Regions from separate parts of the Mus musculus genome. Here region 1 is linked to region 2. Evidence: chromatin contacts called from public HiChIP or PLAC-seq data. All regions are on one chromosome and are shown on one strand. The core of a region is the stretch at or near the end of the contact, and the rest is flanking DNA. Distances in the headings are between cores, read along the strand shown. Region 1 has its middle 29 kb from the start of Tulp1. Region 2 holds the start of Rpl10a (ribosomal protein L10A).

Region 1 (3,835 bases), core at 908-3,407, 66 kb after region 2:
TCCCTGCGGTTTCCGGAGCACGGAATCCTGGAGCAGAGGAGAGCTGCTGTAAGCAACCCATGACATGGGCAGGGGAGTCAGAGTGAGCAGCTGCTCCGAGAGAAAACAAAGCTCTTTCCTGGTGTCCCCCAGCAAGGCCTTATGGTAATAAAACCCTCCTGCCCCCAGATCTTTTGCAAGGATCTAAACTCCATAAAAAGGAGCAAATGATTTGATCACTGTTGAAATTCAGTTAAAAACAAAAAAACACAAGGGGCCTGGAGAGATGGTTCAGAGGTTAAGAGCACTAACTGCTCTTCCAGAGGTACTGAGTTCAATTCCCAGCAAGCATTTGGTGACTCACAACCACCTGTAATGAGATCTGACGCCCTCTTCTGGTGTGTCTGAAGACAGCTACAGTGTATTCATATTAAATAAACCTTAAAAAATAAAATAAAAAACACCCCCCCAACCCAAACCCCATAGCTGGGGGGAAGGGTAGAAGGGGGGCAGGAACACCAAAGACAGAAATTCAAATCCAGGTGTACAGACAGAGAGAGGAATAGAGAGATGGCTCATTAGCTAGGAGCTAGCAGCATATGTACCCAAACAAACAAAGGAAAAACTATGCTCTGGCCGGCTCACGGTGTCAGAGGGGGCGATAGGGAGAAAGGAGTGATAGAGAAATAGATTTATTTTTTTCTAAGATAGGGTTTCATGCAGCCCAGGTTGGTCTTGAAATTCTAACCCTCCTGCTTTCTTATCTGAAGGACTGGAACTTGCTACTATGTTTGGCTAACAATTTGTGTGTGTGTGTGTGTGTGTGATTGTTTGTTTGGTTTGTTTTCTTCCAGACAGGGTTTCTCTGTGTAGCCCCAACTGTCCTGGAACTCACTACACAGACCTGGCCTGGAATTCAGAGATCTGCCTACTTCTGACTCTGCAGTGGGATTAAGAGCGTGCACCATCATTGCCCCCCATGCTTGGCTATTGAAATTACATCGGTATGGGCTCAAATTATATCCTATTAAATTATGATGTTAAGGGTTGGAGAGATGGCTCAGCAGTTAGGAGCACTGGCCGCTTTTTCAGAGGCCCTGAGTTCAATTCCCAGCAATCACATGGTGGCTCACAGCCATCTGTAATGGGATCTGATGCTCTCTTCTGGTGTGTCTGAAGACAGCTACAGTGTACTTACATATATAAGATAAATAAATCTTTAAAAAAAATTTAAGATGTTAAAAGATAAGGAAATTGGAATGACACACTGGAAAATATTTATGTAACACAAACTAAGGCGGTGGCCAAGAATGACAAACAGGGCAGAGCAGTGAGACAGAACACGTGCAAACTGGAGTCGGGGAGCAGTTCAGATGGCAGCGTAAGGTGTGGATGTGGCATGCTGGGACCTGAACATGGGTCTGCTGGAAGAGCAGCAAGCACTCTTGAAGGATGAACCCAAGATCTCACCATGAAAAGGCTCAGCGGGTAAGAGCACTGATCGCTCTTACGAAGGTCCTGAGTTCAAATCCCAGCAACCACAGGGTGGCTCACAACCATCCATAACAAGATCTGACACCCTCTTCTGGTGTGTCTGAAGACAGCTACAGTGTACTTATGTATAATAATAAATACATCTTTAAAAAAAAAAGAAAAGAAAAAGAAATGGGTTAACCCATGAGAAAGATATTATTAGAAACACGTGTGCACACCAAGCCCCAAAATATAGGAAGCCAAGCTGGAGAATGCAAAGGCAAATGCAAGCTAGTTCATCAGTCAGGACAGAGGCTGCAAATACCATACGTCCACAAAGGAACCAGACAAGCCCGAGCCACATGCACTGGAAACCCAGCCGACCTCACACGCGATTAATGCCACCCTGGGCCAGGGGGTGGATTCCCCAAGTTGTCCTCTGACCTACACATGTCTGCTGACAGGCACACCCACACATGTATATCCGCAAGCAATATAAAATGTGAAACTAAAAGCTTTTTAAAATGCCAAGCAAAAACATGTATGAGATCTTCTTAAAAGCAGGACGGATTCTCCGGGGGGAGGGTGGGGGTGACCATATGTGGCCGCAAAAAGTCTCAATATATTTAAAATAACGTAAGTCAAACAAAGAATGTACATGGTGTGCACTCTCACCACAGTGGAATGAAATCAGATTAATAACAGAAGGGAGGCAGGCAGTTGGAAAAGGATACAAATATGTGGGAAGGAAGCCGACTCTTTAGCAAGCTGAGGGTCAAAGAAAAAATTATGAAGGAAATTAGAAAATACCTTGGGATGAATCAAGACAAAAAATGCAGCCTGGAGACCCCGCTCATTGCTTACAAGCACCAGCTGCTCTCGCAAAGGACGCGGGTTCAATTCCTGGCACCCATGTGGCATTTCACAACTGCCTGTGACTCCAGCTCTGGGGCATCTGACTCCCTTCTGCCCTCCACAGGCACTGGGTACACATGTGGTCCACAGACGTGGTGCACAGGCGTACGTGTTAGCATTCTGTCTAAACTCCACCCCACAGTTACCTGGCAATAGCCAGGTAGGGCTGGCTCACTATAAAAGGAGCTGCTTGCCCCCTCCTTGTTCTCTTGTTTCTCTCTTGCCCTCGTAGGCGTTTCCCTCCTCCCCTCCCTTCCCTAGTCCCTTCCCCATTTGTCCATGTGTTCATGGCCGGCCTCTATTCTACTTCTCCCTATTACTCTTCTCCCTCTCTCTGCCTTTCTCTGCCTCTACTACCCTTTTAACTCCCCTCCCCATGCCCTGAATAAACTCTATTCTATACTATACCATCATGTGGCTGGTCACTCAGTTGGAAGGGATGCCTTGACATGGGCTGGAGGAGGCACCCCCCTCCCCTATACCTCATCACATCTCCATAGACCATATTCCCCTCTCTCTCTATCTTTTTTTAAATACATCAACACGTGCAGGCAAAACAAAAATCGCCATACCAATGCATATGTGCTGTGGCAAGCCAGAAGGGAAGTTAGGGCCGATAAGTCTGTATTAAAAAGAGACAAGATCTTGGGGCTAGGGAACTGCTGGTCTGCGTACCTAAGTCTATCTGCAGAGACCTCTGGCCCGCAGCCACCACCGATGCGCTGCTGCTGCTGCTGCTGCTGCCTTGGCTGCTGCTGTTCTTCCCAGGCAGTGTAACAGCAGCTCTTCTAAGACAGATGCTCCCAGATGATGGAGTAACTCTCACACACACCTTTATTCCTCTGGATAGGATATTATGCACCGTTTTGGGGTGGGGTGGGGTCTGACAGCAGGTGCTTCCTATTGGCTTGGTCTGAGATGTTAGGGATGCCTCATCTACATGTGGAGGGGTTTGGGGGTGCTGCGCCTATGTGACTGATGGCCACAATTCTCTCTATGGGTGGCTGTGACAGTGACAGGGGCCTGATGTTGGGAGCAGGTGAAGCTCCTACTGTCCCTTCTGGGTCCCTGGAGCTTCAAGCCCAGCTCGACCTTACCAGACTTCCTCTCGCGGACCACGGCCCCACAGGAAAATGGTTCAGCAATGGAGAGCTGGTATTACTCTTTCAAAGGATCCACATTCATTTCCCAAGCAAGCACACATGGCAGCTCACAACTGCCTGTAACCCCGGGGAATCGCATGCTCTCTGTTGGCCCCTGGGGACACCTGCACTCACTCGTGTGCATGTGTGATCATGTGTGCGAGCGTTCTCTCTGTCTGTCTGTCTCTGGCAGCGTCTGGGATTTCAGGGAAGAAAGCTGTGCCTCCAAGGGCACAGGAAGTGCCTTTTACACCAGGCAGCAGTATTTGCATTGAAGAAAACAGAGAGGCTACTCATGTCCAATTGGAACTAAAAACGAAAATACT
Region 2 (3,665 bases), core at 382-2,881:
GTGTGTGTGTGTGTGTGTGTGTGTGTGTGTGTGTTGGCATGTTTGCAACCCAGAGTGCTCAAGCATGCACAGCACAAATGTGTACAAACATATGCATGTCAGATACAAAGAACTTCCAAACAAGCACTTGTATTCTTAGGCTACTTTCCCAGAACCCCCTTTACTCCCTCACCTGCCCCCACCCCTCCCATCACAGCAGGTCTGTCAGAGCTGCCTGATGAGTGTCAAGGACTACACTGAGGGCAAGGGTGGGCTTGGGACCCATAACTTTTGTTTTCATGCTGAGCCGGAGTCTTAGGCCTGCTAGAACTCTGAACTCTGTCTTCAGCTGCAGCAAAGGTTTGGACTGGGATCTGAGGGATGTCTAACCCACCATGGGCTGAAAAGACACAGGGTGCCTGCTGCAGACCTGTGTGACATCTGTATTTCCACAGCACCTCACTCAAAAAATATTTAGCACACAGCTGGGCACGGTGGCACACACCTTTAATCCTGGAACTCAGGAGATCGAGGCAGGCAGATCTCTAATTTCAAGGCCAGCCTGGTTTACAGAGCGAATTCCAAGAGAGTCGGGGCTATGCCAAGAAACAAAAATTTGCCAAACTGATGTGACTGAATTAGCCTGAGAAAGTTCATGACAGCATCCTCCTACCTTAGCCCTGCAGTGGGTGGGGAACTGAGGTTTCTGGGTGCTTCTGAGTCCCTGTTCCAGGGAGGCAAGGAGGTCAGTCCAGTGAGAAGGTCTGGCTTTTGAGAACAAGCTGAATCTGACTACAGAAGCAAGGGGAACAATGTCTAAGAGACAGACGTCAGCCGCTCACCATGTTGATGGCCTTTAGAGTGTGGATGGCACTTGCAGCTTCAACCTGCCTGCTCTGCTCTGACCCTGTGGGAACCTGCTTCATCCTGCCTGCTGTTTGCTGTGTGTGTGCTCAGGCGAGATGAGCTATTCGTAGGTCTGCTCCCTGGAAATGGTGGGTGCTGGCTACATCTGTGATTTGTTCCCAGAGAGGGTGACATGCCTCCAAATGAGTCACTCCAGATCTGGAGGCTCCCTGCAAACGCTCCTTGACCCGGCGCCTCTCTATTAACTGCGAAGACCGGGGTCAAGTAACAAGAACGACTTTGTTTGAAATGCCAACTAATTGAGACAGGACAGGGGCATTTGTCCAAAGTCCACCTTGCCCGGAGGCTGAATCAGGGGCGGTTTATACAGATGGCCAGGATAGACTGGTGGGCGCCTCCTCCCAGGTGGAGGCTTAGGCTTAAGCCAGGCACATCTGATCCTAATCTAGTCACAAGGCGCTTTCCCGTTCTGCAGATCTCAGCAAGGGTCATTTCCTCAAGCTATTCCTGTCATCCATGCCTCTGCCCACATGCGGTGGCCGGACCATTGCACAATGCACGGCTAGAGGGGGCGGCTGCCCAGTGGCTCTGCGGGGCTCATCACCAAATTAGGCGATGACGGAGACCGGTTCTGCCGGGGACTGGAAGTCATGGGGCAGGCAGAAGATAGAAAGCAGGGAGAAATCCAATCCCAGGGCCCGGCTTCAGCCCTTGTCCCAATGCAGGACTGCCTGCTGCTCCTAGAGCGGTTCTCACGGTGCAGCCGCGTGGTGGCGCCCCCCCAGCGGCCGCAAACTGCAGCGCCTCTCCGGCTTGGCTGAGCGCGGAACGTGCCCGTAACGGGCAACTCTCGCGAGAACGCGGGCTCTATTTGAGCGCATGCGCAAAGCGCTCTGCCTTCTTTCCGGTTTCCGCGGCAGCCGCAGCCATGAGGTAAGTTGTTATCGTGGCGCTATCCGCCGCCATCCGTGCACCCACACGCCCGCGGACGCCCCGCGGCCCGTCTCGGAGGCTCTCCCGGCGACTGCCCCGCGTCGCGAGCCTTTCCCCAGCGTGCCGTGGGCCTGTCATCGGGCCCGGGGTGCAGCATGGCCGGCCCCGAACGCCTTCGCTTCTCCCCAACAGCAGCAAAGTCTCACGCGACACCCTGTACGAGGCGGTGCGGGAAGTCCTGCACGGGAACCAGCGCAAGCGCCGCAAGTGAGCGCGGGCCTCCCTCCCGGGGCAGGGCGAGCATCCCCGGCCATGGCGACCCTGGCTCACAGCTCCCCTCTCGCTCAGGTTTCTGGAGACGGTGGAGCTGCAGATCAGCCTGAAGAACTACGACCCTCAGAAGGACAAACGTTTCTCGGGCACCGTCAGGTTGGCACCGCTCTAACCCCACCCAGCCCTCAGTGTTCCCGTGTGGCCTGGCCGCGCCCTAGGCGGGCACGGGGACACTGACGTGCCAGGGTAGTTCAGGAGCCCTGCTGCAGGCAGGCAGGCTGGACGGACCCCCACCCTGGGTCTTAAAACAAGAGGGGAGGCGTGGGGAGGCCTCGGCCGAGCCCGCCGCCTAGCCTGAGAAGCCAGGCTAGTGTTGCCCAGAGCTCCGGGTAAGGCTTGCCGCTCCCTGCCATGCGTTCAGATCTAGCGGGATGGCCAGCGCCGACCATGACCTGTTCTGTTTTCTCCCCTCCCAAACGCAGGCTCAAGTCCACCCCACGCCCCAAGTTCTCGGTGTGCGTTCTGGGGGACCAGCAGCACTGTGATGAAGCCAAGGCCGTGGATATCCCCCACATGGACATCGAGGCGCTCAAGAAGCTTAACAAAAACAAGAAGTTGGTCAAGAAGCTGGGTAGGTGGGGCTCACTAGGGCTGAACACAACCCATGACCCCCTGCCCAGGAGTGGCAGCACACATTGGGCTTCACAACCAGTTAGAAAATGCCCCACAGGCTGGTCTGATACTCCCCTCTCGCCAGTGTGTGCAGTTGACTCATAGCCAGCTATTGGTTTGGGTTTCAAGTCTTTTCAGTTAACAACCTATCGAGGGAGGGGTCACAAGTGTCTCCCACGTGTTAGCCTCCATGGTAGCCCCTGTCTCCGCATACATTTTGGGAATAGTTATCCACTGTGAGCTAGGCAGTTGTCATGCCTGCTTTTATAGATAGAAGGTTTCTCCATCTGTCTTAAGATTTGGAGTAATACTGAGTCTTACTGATGTTGCCAGCCTGGGGTCTAAGGTTATCCTCTAGAAGTGCTCAGGACTGTGCCCTGTCACTGAGCTGTGTTCTCAGGTGACATTATGGTTCCCAGGCCTGCTTGAGGCTTCTCAGATAGCTGGCCTTGGTCCACCTTTGACAGATAATGAGACAGCTTTTTTCTTAAGATTTTATTTTATGTATATGAGCAGGCTGATGAGAGCCTCAGATCCCATTACAGGTGGCTGTGAGCCACCATGTGGCTGCTGGAAATTGAACTCAGGACCTCTGGAAGGCAGCACTCTTAACTGCTGAGCCATCTCTCCAGTCCATAGTTTGAGGCAATTTAAATGCAGGCTTACAGTGAATCCAAGGGGTGGGGGCCATCACAGCCCCTCAGTTCTATGCAGCACACCAGGGATTGTGGGACATCCTGGTCTAAGACCTCTGTGAGGACTTGAGGGTGGAGCTACTCAGCAGTCATGGGTCTGAGGAGGCAACTTGGCCTTCTCGTTGTAAAGGATGGGTTGGTTGTTTAAAATGTTTTGTTTTGTTTTTTTTTTTTTTTGGTGGTTTTTGTTTGTTTGGTTGGTTTTTTTGGTTTTTTTGGTTTTTTTTTTTTTTTTTGGCTCAATCC

The links. HiChIP or PLAC-seq counts read pairs in DNA pulled down with a chosen protein or histone mark.
Region 1: a contact with region 2 is called in an H3K4me3 HiChIP or PLAC-seq map of embryonic stem cells, with 20 read pairs. The contact joins the enhancer-like site here to the promoter of Rpl10a in region 2. A contact is called at or near these places in 4 of 39 promoter capture datasets (the 3T3-L1 cell line, embryonic stem cells, stem cell-derived epiblast-like cells and 1 more), 5 of 115 datasets of contacts at active chromatin or transcription factors (the 230-238 cell line, the SCID.adh cell line and embryonic stem cells) and 3 of 9 other capture datasets (adipose tissue, liver and pancreatic islet).

Annotation. Positions count from the first base shown.
Region 1 is chr17:28,392,209-28,396,043 of GRCm38.p6, forward strand. No RefSeq gene overlaps it. Among named protein-coding and RNA genes, the nearest start is that of Tulp1, 29 kb to the left of the region's middle. Within about 2 kb of position 2,158, at least 20 of the 459 cell types and tissues checked have an H3K27ac peak or open chromatin away from gene starts, as enhancers often do.
Region 2 is chr17:28,326,840-28,330,504 of GRCm38.p6, forward strand. Rpl10a (ribosomal protein L10A) reads left to right here and starts at 1,632. Exons shown (of 6, transcript NM_011287.2): 1 at 1,632-1,779; 2 at 1,972-2,046; 3 at 2,128-2,208; 4 at 2,535-2,683. The coding sequence starts at 1,775.